4 separate regions of the Mus musculus genome follow, and all the other regions are linked to region 2. Evidence: chromatin contacts called from public HiChIP or PLAC-seq and promoter capture Hi-C data. All regions are on one chromosome and are shown on one strand. The core of a region is the stretch at or near the end of the contact, and the rest is flanking DNA. Distances in the headings are between cores, read along the strand shown. Region 1 has its middle 78 kb from the start of Gm41389. Region 2 holds the start of Scaf11 (SR-related CTD-associated factor 11). Region 3 has its middle 40 kb from the start of Gm32564. Region 4 has its middle 58 kb from the start of Slc38a2.

Region 1 (2,700 bases), core at 89-2,588, 470 kb after region 2:
TCAGGAATGTGACACCATAGGTCCCTATTGTGAGAACTGTCACCTGTTGCAGGATTTTCCCTGTCCAATCACATTAGGGCAGTGGGAGGCCTGTGATTGGACAGGGAAAAGGGAGGAAGAGCTAAGAGACCCAGAGAGAAGGAGCATCTTAGAGTAGGGGGGAACCAAGATGGCTGGGGATGTGAACCCACGTGATGTTTTCCAGCCACAAGTAGCTATGATTTCACAAGGTTAGAAATATTGGGATAAAGCTTTTACCATTATCAATTGGCTCTGAAATTATTGAATTGGCATCTTGTAAACTGTGATATTGTTGATATATAAATCTGATTGGTTAATTAAGCTTTAAGAGTCTTGATTCTACCGAGTTACTGGGTCTTGTGATATGCAACCTCGAGGTTGGTGGTTCCATTTAGTTACTGGAATGTGGGATCCCTGATTACATGAGTTTATGGCTAAGGAAGAACTAGCGGTGCCAGGGACAAGCACCTGATCATAGCAGTGTGGACCAGGGTGGCCGGAGAGTTGGTGGGCTGGCAGGAGTGCAGGAGTGCAGTCTGGCTCATGGAGAGTTGCTAGGTTCATTTTTTAATATTACTCACAACAATCACCAAACTCTCCATTGAATCAGATAGGCTAAACTCAAAGAGCACCACAGAGAGAGCTGAGCAGCAGAGTCCTCACCAGGGCAAAGATTAGATTCTTGTTCTCATTCTCCACCCCTGAAACCTCCCTTAGACTCCCAATTTCTCTGTTGAGTTCACATGCCTAATGGCTTGATACACACTTTTGGAAGATCCACTTGGCAGCTATCAGAATCCCTCCCCTGTGACTCAGGGTGGAAGCTAGCCAAAACTAAAGCTCCTCAATATTTGCCCTACACACCTAACAACGCCCACCCCCTCTGCATTGTTAGCAATGTGAAATCCAACCAAATAATAACAATGTAAGACTATCGACCCACAGCCTGCTATAGCAAGGAAGTCAACCGCCATCACCTCTATTTGAGCAGACACTCGCAAACTTTGAGAGGTGTGGGAAAGTTGTGCAGAAAACGAGGAAGCAACAGGTGTGTCGTGACTGGAGGCTGTTGACAGGGAAGCGACTGGCAGCTGCTGGAACCTGGTGTACTGTAGAGTTGGGTGAGGACACATGCGTTGCATTCCCTGATTTCTAGGTTGCAACTGGAGACAAAAGTTGGGGTGGATGTCAGTTACTAGTCAAGTCCTGGCAATATCAGGTTGGTTGTTACAAAAGTTCCTGTTTGTCTACTTGGAATGTCACTGGAGATGGTGTACGTCTGGCTTAGAGCCACCTGGGCTGGCTAGTGTAGATAAAAGCTTGTGTTCTGTGCAGGCTATGAGTCAGAGTCCTTTTCTGATCATGATCGGGCCACTGTCTCTTGTCTATTCAGCCTCTAGATAATTAGAGTAAATAGGGGATATACCCCTATTTTTTTTAAAGTACTTCCAGAGATAAACATTTATAAATCTGATATTTAAATCCTCTCAACTTGATAAGGAGGAAATGAAGTGAAATGAATTTATCAAGATATTTTTAATAGGATGTTTTATCTACATATACTGGAGTTGCTGTTTTCATACACACATCCAGGGCGCTATGGCCCAGCCCTCCCAATCCCTAGTAACATCTTTGCAGCCGTTAGGTAGGCTTCCTCTCGCTCCCCAGCTTTCCTTGTGAGAATAAACTTTTCTTTCTGTGCCTGCTTTTTTTTTAAAAAAAAATCTTTCATTTATATTTTTGTGTGTTTGTGTGTGTGTGTCTATGTCTGTGTGTGTAGCTGCAGTGCCACATGGTTGTGGCCCACCATGTGAGTGCTAACATTTGAACCTCCACCTTCTGCAAGAGCAGCAAGTGCCCCTAACCAATGAGCCATCTCCTCTGAACTTCTCTGTGTCTGTCTCATTTCATTTAACACAAGGTCGCCCCATTTTATCTATTTTGCTAGAAATTAGAGAACTTCATTTTTTTTTCATGCCTGAGTTATATACTCCATTGTGTATGTTTGATACATCTTACTTATCCATTTGTTTGTTATGGACACTTAGATTGATTCCAGGCCTTGGCTATTTAAACGGTCTTGGAGTAATCATGTGAGATGAGCTGGATCATTTAGCAGCTAAGAGTGTGCGTGTACGTGTGTGTGTTCACTTTTCATCAAGTATACTCATTGTACACTGGTATTGTACTATGTACTGACATTTGTATATATTGTATGTGAACACAATCTGCTTCATACTGCCTCTACTTCCCCCACCCCCACTTCCACGAGAACTCTTATTTCCCCAGATGGTTTTGCTATTTTCATATTGTCACCATCTAGGAGTCTTACCAGTTCATTTTCTCAATGCGTTATAGAATTAAAAGGCAGGAAAAATCCTGAGTGTGGTGGGTAGCTGTGGAGAAATCTCACACACCGTGAACAGAAGAAGACAGAATCCATAGTTAGGAACATGCAGCGGGCATGTGGGAAAGAAAAGAAAAAAAGACCCTTGGCAAAGCAGAGGTGGAAGGGGACTCTTATCTCTTCTCACGGACTGGGGTTCTTAAAGTCTAGGAAGGGTCTTCTCCTAATTTATCCTTGTCCAGTTTGAAGAAAGATTGAATGGTTGATTGGCCCACAGCTGTTGTGTCAAGAGTCTTGATGCAGTCTTGAACTCCAGTCCATAAGCAGGGGCT
Region 2 (2,700 bases), core at 159-2,658:
ATTTGAAGTAGGAGATGTGGAGTTTGAGGATCGGTCTGCACAGTGAGACTCTGCATTAAAAACAAAATAAAATACATACAAAAGAATATCACATCTTCACCGGGAATTGCTCTTACTGATAAAATTCTCTAGGGTGAATTCTGGACCCCGAGTGTACACAGGAAAGCTAAACTTTATCTCTGCAGGATGGTTAACAGTGCCTTTGACTTGATTCTGTCACACAACAGTTTCAACAGGTTTTTAGGTTTTCTTAATCACCAGCTTCATTCGTCGTCATTACAAGAGAAAGGTCCCTCAGAAAGTCTTGTTTCATCAGAACAAAGTATTTTAACACCTCTAAATCACTGCGAAATACTTGCACACAGGAACACCACATTTCCAAACCTATGAAGATAGCTCACTGACACTGGGAGAGACAAGGCTGCCATTCATTGCATTCCTAAGCGGTTATTTACCCAGTCCCTTGCTGGTGCTCGGCTCTGTGAAGAGCTTAACGAGACATCATCCCAAACTTCGGTGTGACGTGACGGGCACTGAACAGCCAAGTAGCACAGGATGAAGATGCCAGGGAAGCGACAGGATCAGAGAGGAGGGCAGGGGACGCTGCTGGGCTGGAGGTAGGGAGGGAACAGCCTGGGTTGGGGTGGCCAGGCGACAGCGTGGATTGCAAGAGGACAACTAGGAAAAGCTAGAGCGTGGAGCAGGGGGTGAAAAAGCCAGCGCCTGACGAAAAGCCTGTAAAGACACCTCCGAGGTGAAACAAAAGATCCGAGGGCGCTGCAGGGCAGGAGGACATCGCAGAGTGACTGAAAGTGGAAGCACTTAAAGCCAGCCAGGCTCGGCTAGCCTCGGGGACGCGGGCTTAGGGCGTGGGAGTGTGTCCCGGGCTGGCAGGCCGCCGCGCACGTGCAGCGGGCGGAGTACTTCATCCGTGCCAACTACGCACGAGTTCTTCTCGGGACTGCAGTCTCTCCAAAACATCTTTATTGTCGCCCACGGAGCCTGCCAGGAAAGGCCACGACCAGAGAGAGCGCGGCCAGGGCGCAGGGGCGGGGGTGGGGATGAGGGGGAAAGGGGTGGAGCGAGGACTGAGCACGGCGCGTGCGCGTAGCGCTCCGAGCGGCAAGAGGGCGGGGCAAGAAGAATGTTTCCCAGAAGCCCCGGCCACTCGCAGACGCCGGAGCTCCCGCTCTCCAGCCGGGCGGCGTGCCCCGCCCACCACGTCCGTCCGTCCGTCGCGGCTCGCGGGCGCCCCCTGGAGGTCCGGGGGAGTACGGCAGCGCCCGCGAGCAGGTAGCGTGCGGCGGGTCCAGCCGCCCGCCCGCCCGCCCGCCCGCGTCGTCACCACAGTGCGCCGACCTGTGGCGGCGCGGCTGAGCCCCGCGGAAGGAGGGAGGGAGAAAGGGAGGGAGCCGCCAGACACGGCGGGGGAGGGGAGCGGCGGTGGCGCAAGCGGCGCGGAGCTAGCGCCGCCTGCCCGGGTCTCCTGCTGCGTGGCTGCCTGCGTGCTCCCGACCCGGCCGTCCGAGCCAGCCCGCGGGCCGCGCGCGCTTCCGAGCGGCCGGAGGAGTCCATGGTGCAGAACTTAGCGGCGGACTGACGGAGACCGGGCCTCCTGCGCCGGCGCGGCCGCGGGACCTCGGCCTCAGGTAAACACGGCGGGCCGGAGAGAGCGGACGAGGCGCCCCGGGGCGCAGCGCAGCGCGGCGCGGCGGGGGCGCGGGCCGGGCGGGCGGGCAAAGTTTGGGGCTCGCGCGCGGCTCGGGCGGTGTCTTTCGCTGCGAGCAAAGTTGGGAGCCGCGGCCCCGGGCGGCGCGGGGCGGAGGTCCAGTTTGGGCGCGCGCGGGGCCTAGGAGCAGAGCGGGGCGGCGCGGGCTGCGGGGCCTCGGCCGAGGCAGGAAGGGGCTCCAGGCCCGGCCCGCAGCTCCCCCACCCGCAGTGGGAACGTGTCGGCCGTGCTTCCGGGCGCTCCCAGGCTGGCCCGCTTTCCCGTGGAGTTCGCGTTCGTCCCCGAGCCTCCGGGTCCCGCTTGTGAAACCAAACTTCACTAGGCTGTGACCTCCCCGGCGCCTGAACGAGGAAGCGCTGGCCGGCGCCTGGCCTCGGCCTCTCCCTCCCTCCCTCGGCGGCCGCCTCCCCACCCCCGCCGTCGTTTTTAAAACCCGCTGCCCGGGCTGCCCGCGGTCCAACCGGCCGGGAGATCGAAACTCAGCCCCGCTCAACCCCGCCTTAGAGCCGGGGACTGAGTACCGATTAGAAGATTGGCCAATGCACGCTCGTCTTCCGCACGGATCTCGAAGAATTTAATTTAAAAGACACCTGGTTGCAATTGAGGGCAACAGTCCCAGATTGAAATGGTGACCTACACTCCCCATGCGTTGATCTGTACAGTATCGTATTCCGGTAGTCCGGCTAATCATCTGCGTGTGTGAGGTAGTAAACAATACAGAATGCAAGTTTTACATGCTGATCGTACTACGTAAAACCGCGGCTGCTTCTCATTCATTTTGGATTACATTTTGGCTACCATCCTTATATACTAGCAGCGAACTAACGAAAACTGACGAGAAAGTTTTTTAGTATGCCTTGACTAAGATATGGTAGTATTCAAATTTCCCCCAGTTTGGGCAGTTTTCTCTGAATTTTGGGGAAAGTATATCAATAAGTACGTTTTTTTTCATTTTTCAAGGAAAAGATAAC
Region 3 (2,700 bases), core at 15-2,514, 320 kb before region 2:
ATTATCTGGGCTGAAGTGTGGGAACAAACTCTTGGCAAACTTAGAAATACTTTTCATGTTGTCTTAACCTGGCTGATGATTGCTTTAGAACAAGTATCCCACTGTGGCTGGACACTTGATCTGCAGGATTCCTTAAAAGAAAGGAGCGGGTGGCAAGAATGTATCAAACGCTCCACAAAGATACAAAACGTTCTGGACGTGGCCTAGCTCTCAAGGCGCTGTCAGACTAGGTAGGTCACTTAAGTGCTTCTAAAAATATGGGACAGGGTAACTTTCCTGGCCTTGCTTTCGTTAGACACTAGACCAATTAATAGACAAGAAATAGTCGTCATCAAAGTTTGCTTTGAGAAAAATTGCAATATTTGCTCAGTTTTTATTGTGTGATGCTTTTGCATGGAGTCTTCCATTCAATTTCTTTTCCTAAATTCAGTGCTAAACTGCACACCAAGGTTTGTATTTGTATTTTTTTTGAAACATTATGTATAATAGAACCATTTTCTAAATCAGGCGTTATGAGCCTTCATATTTGTTTGTTTTCCTTTGTAGTTGTAAATTTACAGTGTGTTTCTGCTAATGCTCTCAAGTATCCTAGTCTCCCCCCCCCCCGCCCCGTCCCCCACTCCACCCACACAACCCCTTTCCTAGTATGTTGACCTTACTAAATGCAAGAATATCTCTTGGAAGCTGCTTACGTCCAATAGCACTTTCTAGAATTCCACGTATCATTTGTTAAACATGCTCTTACATTCTTCTCTGCCAAAGGCTAATAGTTACAGATATAGCATTGAACAACACAGACAGTCCTGTCTCCACAGAAATGACTGCCAAAATAGATTTGGACAGGAACCCAGGGGCGCCAAACGGGAGAGCAATAGAGAATCCGGCTGTGGCCAAAGCCGAGACTTCGGCAAAAGGGGAGGCTCATCCTAGAAGCAAGAACCAGCGCGATACACAAGCTTGAGTTCTGGGCATGCGCAGTTCGCACTGGAGTTCTGAAGCACCTGGGCCTGCCTGCTCCTGTGAATGCCTGAGCATGGTGGGTGCTCATCATGCAGGGGCAATCTAATGTATTCCTTGAATAGCATCAGTAGACATAAGCCATTGCGGTCTTAAGCTTTCTATGCAGATCTGGGGGATTTTGTTTTGTTTTTCACTTAATTCTGTGCAGCGTGTGTATCTAGACAGCCAAGCCTAGCCTTAGCTCTCTGGCCCTGACCTCCACGTCTTGTACCCCAGCATGCAGATAAGCACACTGTACCCTACTTCCTGCTAGAAGCACCCCCTACTTTGATGTGGAGAGTCAGGGGAAGTGTTTCAGTTCTCGCAGTTACTAAACCGTGCAAGGGGAAATTGGTGTAAGCACACCAAAATGCTAAGTGCACCCTGGCCTGGTTGCACAGAACTCCGGCTCCGGGCAGCCATCAGGAGCGCTGTCAAGACTGTAATGCACAGGGCTCCATGTTGGAACTCTCAACCCCAGAGGCCAAGGGACCATGGAGGAAAGGTGTTTAAAGAGTGCCACCTCGTAATGAGGAGGATGAAGGGTCAGACTCCACTGTTGAAGACAAATCTTTCCACCAAGATCCGCTGCAACAAAGATGATCCAGCCCATGCCGCTGTCAAAAGGCGCGAACAGCAAATCCCTTTAAATCTACCAATCTTAGTTAGCTTTCTCTGGGGGTGTGAGTGGATACAGACCCCCAGTGAAGCCGACCTCTGCTTCTCACCCCTTATGCCATCAGGTGGACAGAATTCCAATGGGGTGAGAAGCAGAGGTCGGCTTCACCGGCAGCAAAGGATGAAGTAAGCAGAGACTAAGAAAAACATCGTTTCTGTTCTTTCTTTGTAATTCGTGGAAACCGGGAAGATCAGTAGAGCCACAGAAGACTGGCTACCACCGTGTCATTTCCATTAGTCTTTGTGTGTCAGAGTGAAGGGAAGAAGAACATCACTGTCACACTGAAAGAAAGTGGCCCATTTGTTCAACATGGCTGTCACGTCCCTCCTGACTTCTCAAGGTGGTCATAGAGTAAGCTAATTTCCATTTGGTGGTATGGAACTTTAGTCCGAGTGTCTTTGTTTTGAGCCTTGCTAGAGGCTATTTGGGGTCAGCACAGAAACATAATGGGGGGGGGGGGACTTCCTATTGTGTTTATGGAACAGTGTCCTAGAAAAGTAAATTATAAGCCAAGGAAAGAAGGACATTTTAACCCTGAAGTACAAGAAAAATTGCCACAGGACCAGCAAGACAAGTCAGAAAGTAAAGGACACTAAGGCTGGTGACCTGAAGTCAACCCTCTGGAGCCCGCATGGCAGAAGGAAGACCCATCATCACAAGTTGTCCTCTAACTTCTGCATGTGCCCTATGCTGTACAGGCCTCCCTCATCCAGTAGATCGATAAGGAAACATATTTAAAATATTTTAAATTAAAAAAAAAATCCATTGCTTCAAAGAATAGAACGGCCATTGTTGTTATGCTTATGAACTTATAGTGTAGTTTTAAAATCAGTGTTTCTTTTCTGCCTTTTCTTCTCTGAAGGCATGAAAAAAAAAAAACCCACTCATTGTACTAATTAAACCCTACCTGAAGATCTGGTTCATACTGGTTTCTATTCTTTGTAGGGGACAGGCCGAGAATAGAGTATTAGAACTACTAACAAAGAGGGAGTGGGGAATGAATTATTAACAGAAACAACAAT
Region 4 (2,700 bases), core at 152-2,651, 300 kb before region 2:
TCTTTCCACAGCATTCTCCAGCTGTCTATTGTCGGAAGCAGGATATGGGCGAGCAGTTAATGTGACTGAGGTTGAAGGAAAAGAAAAAGACATGAGAGGAAGTGACAGTTCAATAGGCACCAATTCTATCCATAATGCAATGGGAAGTGATTCATTGAGGTGGCCGTCTACACGGAACGAAATGTTCTAGTATTTCAGAAAGTAGGAAAGGCTCCTTTAAAGGATAAACAAGTAACAACTTTGGCAGATTCTAAATAGAATAAAAACGCCTTTTAAAAGGAAAGAGTCTATTGTCCAAATTCTTCCAGTTGCTGGTGGTTGCTGGTGGTAACACAGTAACAGCGTTAGGTAGCCCCACAAGGAAGGGGTTGCGGGGCTTGGGGCTTGGGAAGGAGGCTCACTGGCTGAGCTTCCATGTTGTTCAAACATGACGACCTGAGTTCTCATCTCAATCACTCAGACAAAAAGCTGGACATAGACACACATTCCTGTAACCCAGCACTATGGGAGACAAAGACAGGGGGGACACTGGGGCTTACTGGCTGCCAGTCTAGCTCCAGGTTTGGTGACAGACCCTGTTTCAACAGTATAGGACAGCTTACGTGCTCCTCTAACCTCCACACAGACACACAGACACAGACACACACAGGCACACAGGCGCACACAGACACACATAAACACACAGAGGCATACACACAGATATAGGCACACACAGACACACATAAACACACTTACACACACACACACACACACACACACAAGGGATTTTTACAGGCTCATATAAATGTCACATTTAGCCAGGTGTGGTGGCTCACATCTTTAATCCTAGCACTCTGTGAGGCAAAGGCAGGCAGATCTCTGTGAGTTCAAGGCCAGCCTGGTCTACGAAGTGAGCTCCAGGACAGCCAGGGCTACACAGAGAAACCCTGTCTTGAAAAACAAAAATAGCAAGCAAGCAAACAAACAAACATTTAAAAATCTGTCTCAGCATCTGTCTTGGCAACTTCCAAGCTCCCTTCAAGTACATCTGCTTCCTAACACCCACATACACACACACCCACACACACACGCACTTCTCTGATACTTGGTGACTCTTCTGACTTTTTATTGCCTCTTACACACACACACACACACACACACACACACACTTCTCTGATACTTGGTGACTCTTCTGGGTTTTATTGCCTCTTCCTGCAGGCAAGCCCTTTCCACAGAGGACTAATGACCAAAGTCACCAATAATTCCACATAAACAACATCCTAGCCCACTGACCAAACAAGAGTGATTAATTTTCTTTAGGAATGCTGACCAGAACAACCCCACCTCCACTTCCTCACCCCTACCCTACCCTGTTACATGCACCAGGGAGAGCACACACAGAGCTCTGGTCACTGACCCCATGCCTCCTCCATCTTTGTACCACTTCCTGCACTGGGAACAGCTTGTATACAACTTCCTGGTACTGAGCATTTCATCTGACTTTTGGTCACAAGCATTTTGCCTGAGCCATTTCTAATGTCAAACTTTTAATGAAGTCATTATTCAGTAATGTACCTGTGAGTCCTTGGTAATTGTCATCTCCAATGTTGCTATATATTGAAACATAATTGCTCTTTTCGTTCAATGTTACTTTTTAACAAGTTTCTCCTTAAGACAGTTCTCAGAAGGAGACTGGCAGGTCTGTGTTGAAATCAGCCGCAGCACCACCGCATCTTCCTCTGCAAGAGCTGTCATGGGTGCTCACTGGCTGGTTCGCAATGCCAGTCCTCCACTGCAGTCTGACTTCCTCACTTGCGAAGACAGGCTCTCCTGGCACTGCCGGGCAGAGCTCCTAGCCTGAGATACGTGCTTACATTTCTAGAGCATACCTCAGATGGTAGCTTTTCAGCGTTGGTGACTCGTGGGGAGGCTGAGGCAGGAAGACTAGGAGTTCACTGTCAGCCTACATGAAAACGAAGTCCTTGCCTCAACTCTCCCCCCACCCCAATACACACACACACTACTGTCTCAATTATTGTAAGTATAGAATAAAAAGAAGAGGAACAGATACATCTTTGCAGTCATATACATATACATTCACATATGCCTTTACATACATATATATTGAACATTTGTCTGCTACTCCACTGAGATTCTCTCATTTCTGTCTTGACAAAAAGGTCTCAATAAATCTGAGGGACTTTCCTCATAAAAAGTAATCATGTGATCGGTTGTTGGTCCCTTTTGAAAAGTACTGTATTTTCAAAGACGAGCCACTCACAGAATTGCTTCCTCAATGTTGAACCCACAACAGATGTCTGGATACCTTCCACAACCCTTCCACTTAGAATTCCCCGCAAGGGAGCCAAGCATTTCCACCCTTTTAAGTCTGCACAGGTGATCTAACACAAAGCCAGGATGCGAGGACCAAATAAACCAACCAGTAATGAGGTATTAATGCCAGCTATTTTGAGCCCCTGATTTAAATTGCAAACAAACTCCACTGGGGACCTGCTCTTCCTCTCTCTGCCTTAGGCTTCCTGCCACACTCCATGATCTCTCCCAGTTCCCGGCTCACTTTCTCTGAGACTCTAGATCAATCTTAGGCCTTAATCCCAGCTTGGCCAGGAAAGGGTCCAGACTCTCAGGCTCCGCAGTCACCACCAGTTGTCTATTTATGAATTTCAGTCCCTCCCAAATCACACACATTTGAAGACAAGT

What was found. Promoter capture Hi-C pulls out the DNA fragments that hold promoters and counts their contacts. HiChIP or PLAC-seq counts read pairs in DNA pulled down with a chosen protein or histone mark.
Region 1: a FOXA1 HiChIP or PLAC-seq map of pancreatic cancer cells shows a contact between it and region 2. The contact joins the enhancer-like site here to the promoter of Scaf11 in region 2. A contact is called at or near these places in 5 of 39 promoter capture datasets (hippocampal neurons, liver, pre-B cells and 2 more) and 1 of 115 datasets of contacts at active chromatin or transcription factors (pancreatic cancer cells).
Region 3: a contact with region 2 is called in a promoter capture Hi-C map of neutrophils, with 3 times the contacts expected there. The contact joins the enhancer-like site here to the promoter of Scaf11 in region 2. A contact is called at or near these places in 2 of 39 promoter capture datasets (neutrophils and stem cell-derived epiblast-like cells), 1 of 484 Hi-C or Micro-C datasets (muscle stem cells) and 2 of 115 datasets of contacts at active chromatin or transcription factors (bone marrow-derived macrophages and memory CD8 T cells).
Region 4: an H3K27ac HiChIP or PLAC-seq map of microglia shows a contact between it and region 2, with 4 times the contacts expected there. The contact joins the enhancer-like site here to the promoter of Scaf11 in region 2. A contact is called at or near these places in 1 of 484 Hi-C or Micro-C datasets (muscle stem cells) and 4 of 115 datasets of contacts at active chromatin or transcription factors (bone marrow-derived macrophages, large pre-B cells, microglia and 1 more).

Annotation. Positions count from the first base shown.
Region 1 is chr15:95,988,324-95,991,023 of GRCm38.p6, reverse strand. No RefSeq gene overlaps it. Among named protein-coding and RNA genes, the nearest start is that of Gm41389, 78 kb to the right of the region's middle. Within about 2 kb of position 1,338, at least 14 of the 459 cell types and tissues checked have an H3K27ac peak or open chromatin away from gene starts, as enhancers often do. A contact at or near this core is called in pancreatic cancer cells, where this site is marked.
Region 2 is chr15:96,459,551-96,462,250 of GRCm38.p6, reverse strand. It overlaps Scaf11 (SR-related CTD-associated factor 11), which reads left to right and starts at 1,408. Exons shown (of 15, transcript NM_028148.2): 1 at 1,408-1,649. Gm41408 reads right to left here. Exons shown (of 2, transcript XM_030248866.1): 2 at 1-2,207. The coding sequence ends at 1,342.
Region 3 is chr15:96,777,030-96,779,729 of GRCm38.p6, reverse strand. No RefSeq gene overlaps it. Among named protein-coding and RNA genes, the nearest start is that of Gm32564, 40 kb to the left of the region's middle. Within about 2 kb of position 1,264, at least 72 of the 459 cell types and tissues checked have an H3K27ac peak or open chromatin away from gene starts, as enhancers often do. A contact at or near this core is called in memory CD8 T cells and neutrophils, where this site is marked.
Region 4 is chr15:96,756,697-96,759,396 of GRCm38.p6, reverse strand. No RefSeq gene overlaps it. Among named protein-coding and RNA genes, the nearest start is that of Slc38a2, 58 kb to the right of the region's middle. Within about 2 kb of position 1,401, at least 99 of the 459 cell types and tissues checked have an H3K27ac peak or open chromatin away from gene starts, as enhancers often do. A contact at or near this core is called in bone marrow-derived macrophages and microglia, where this site is marked.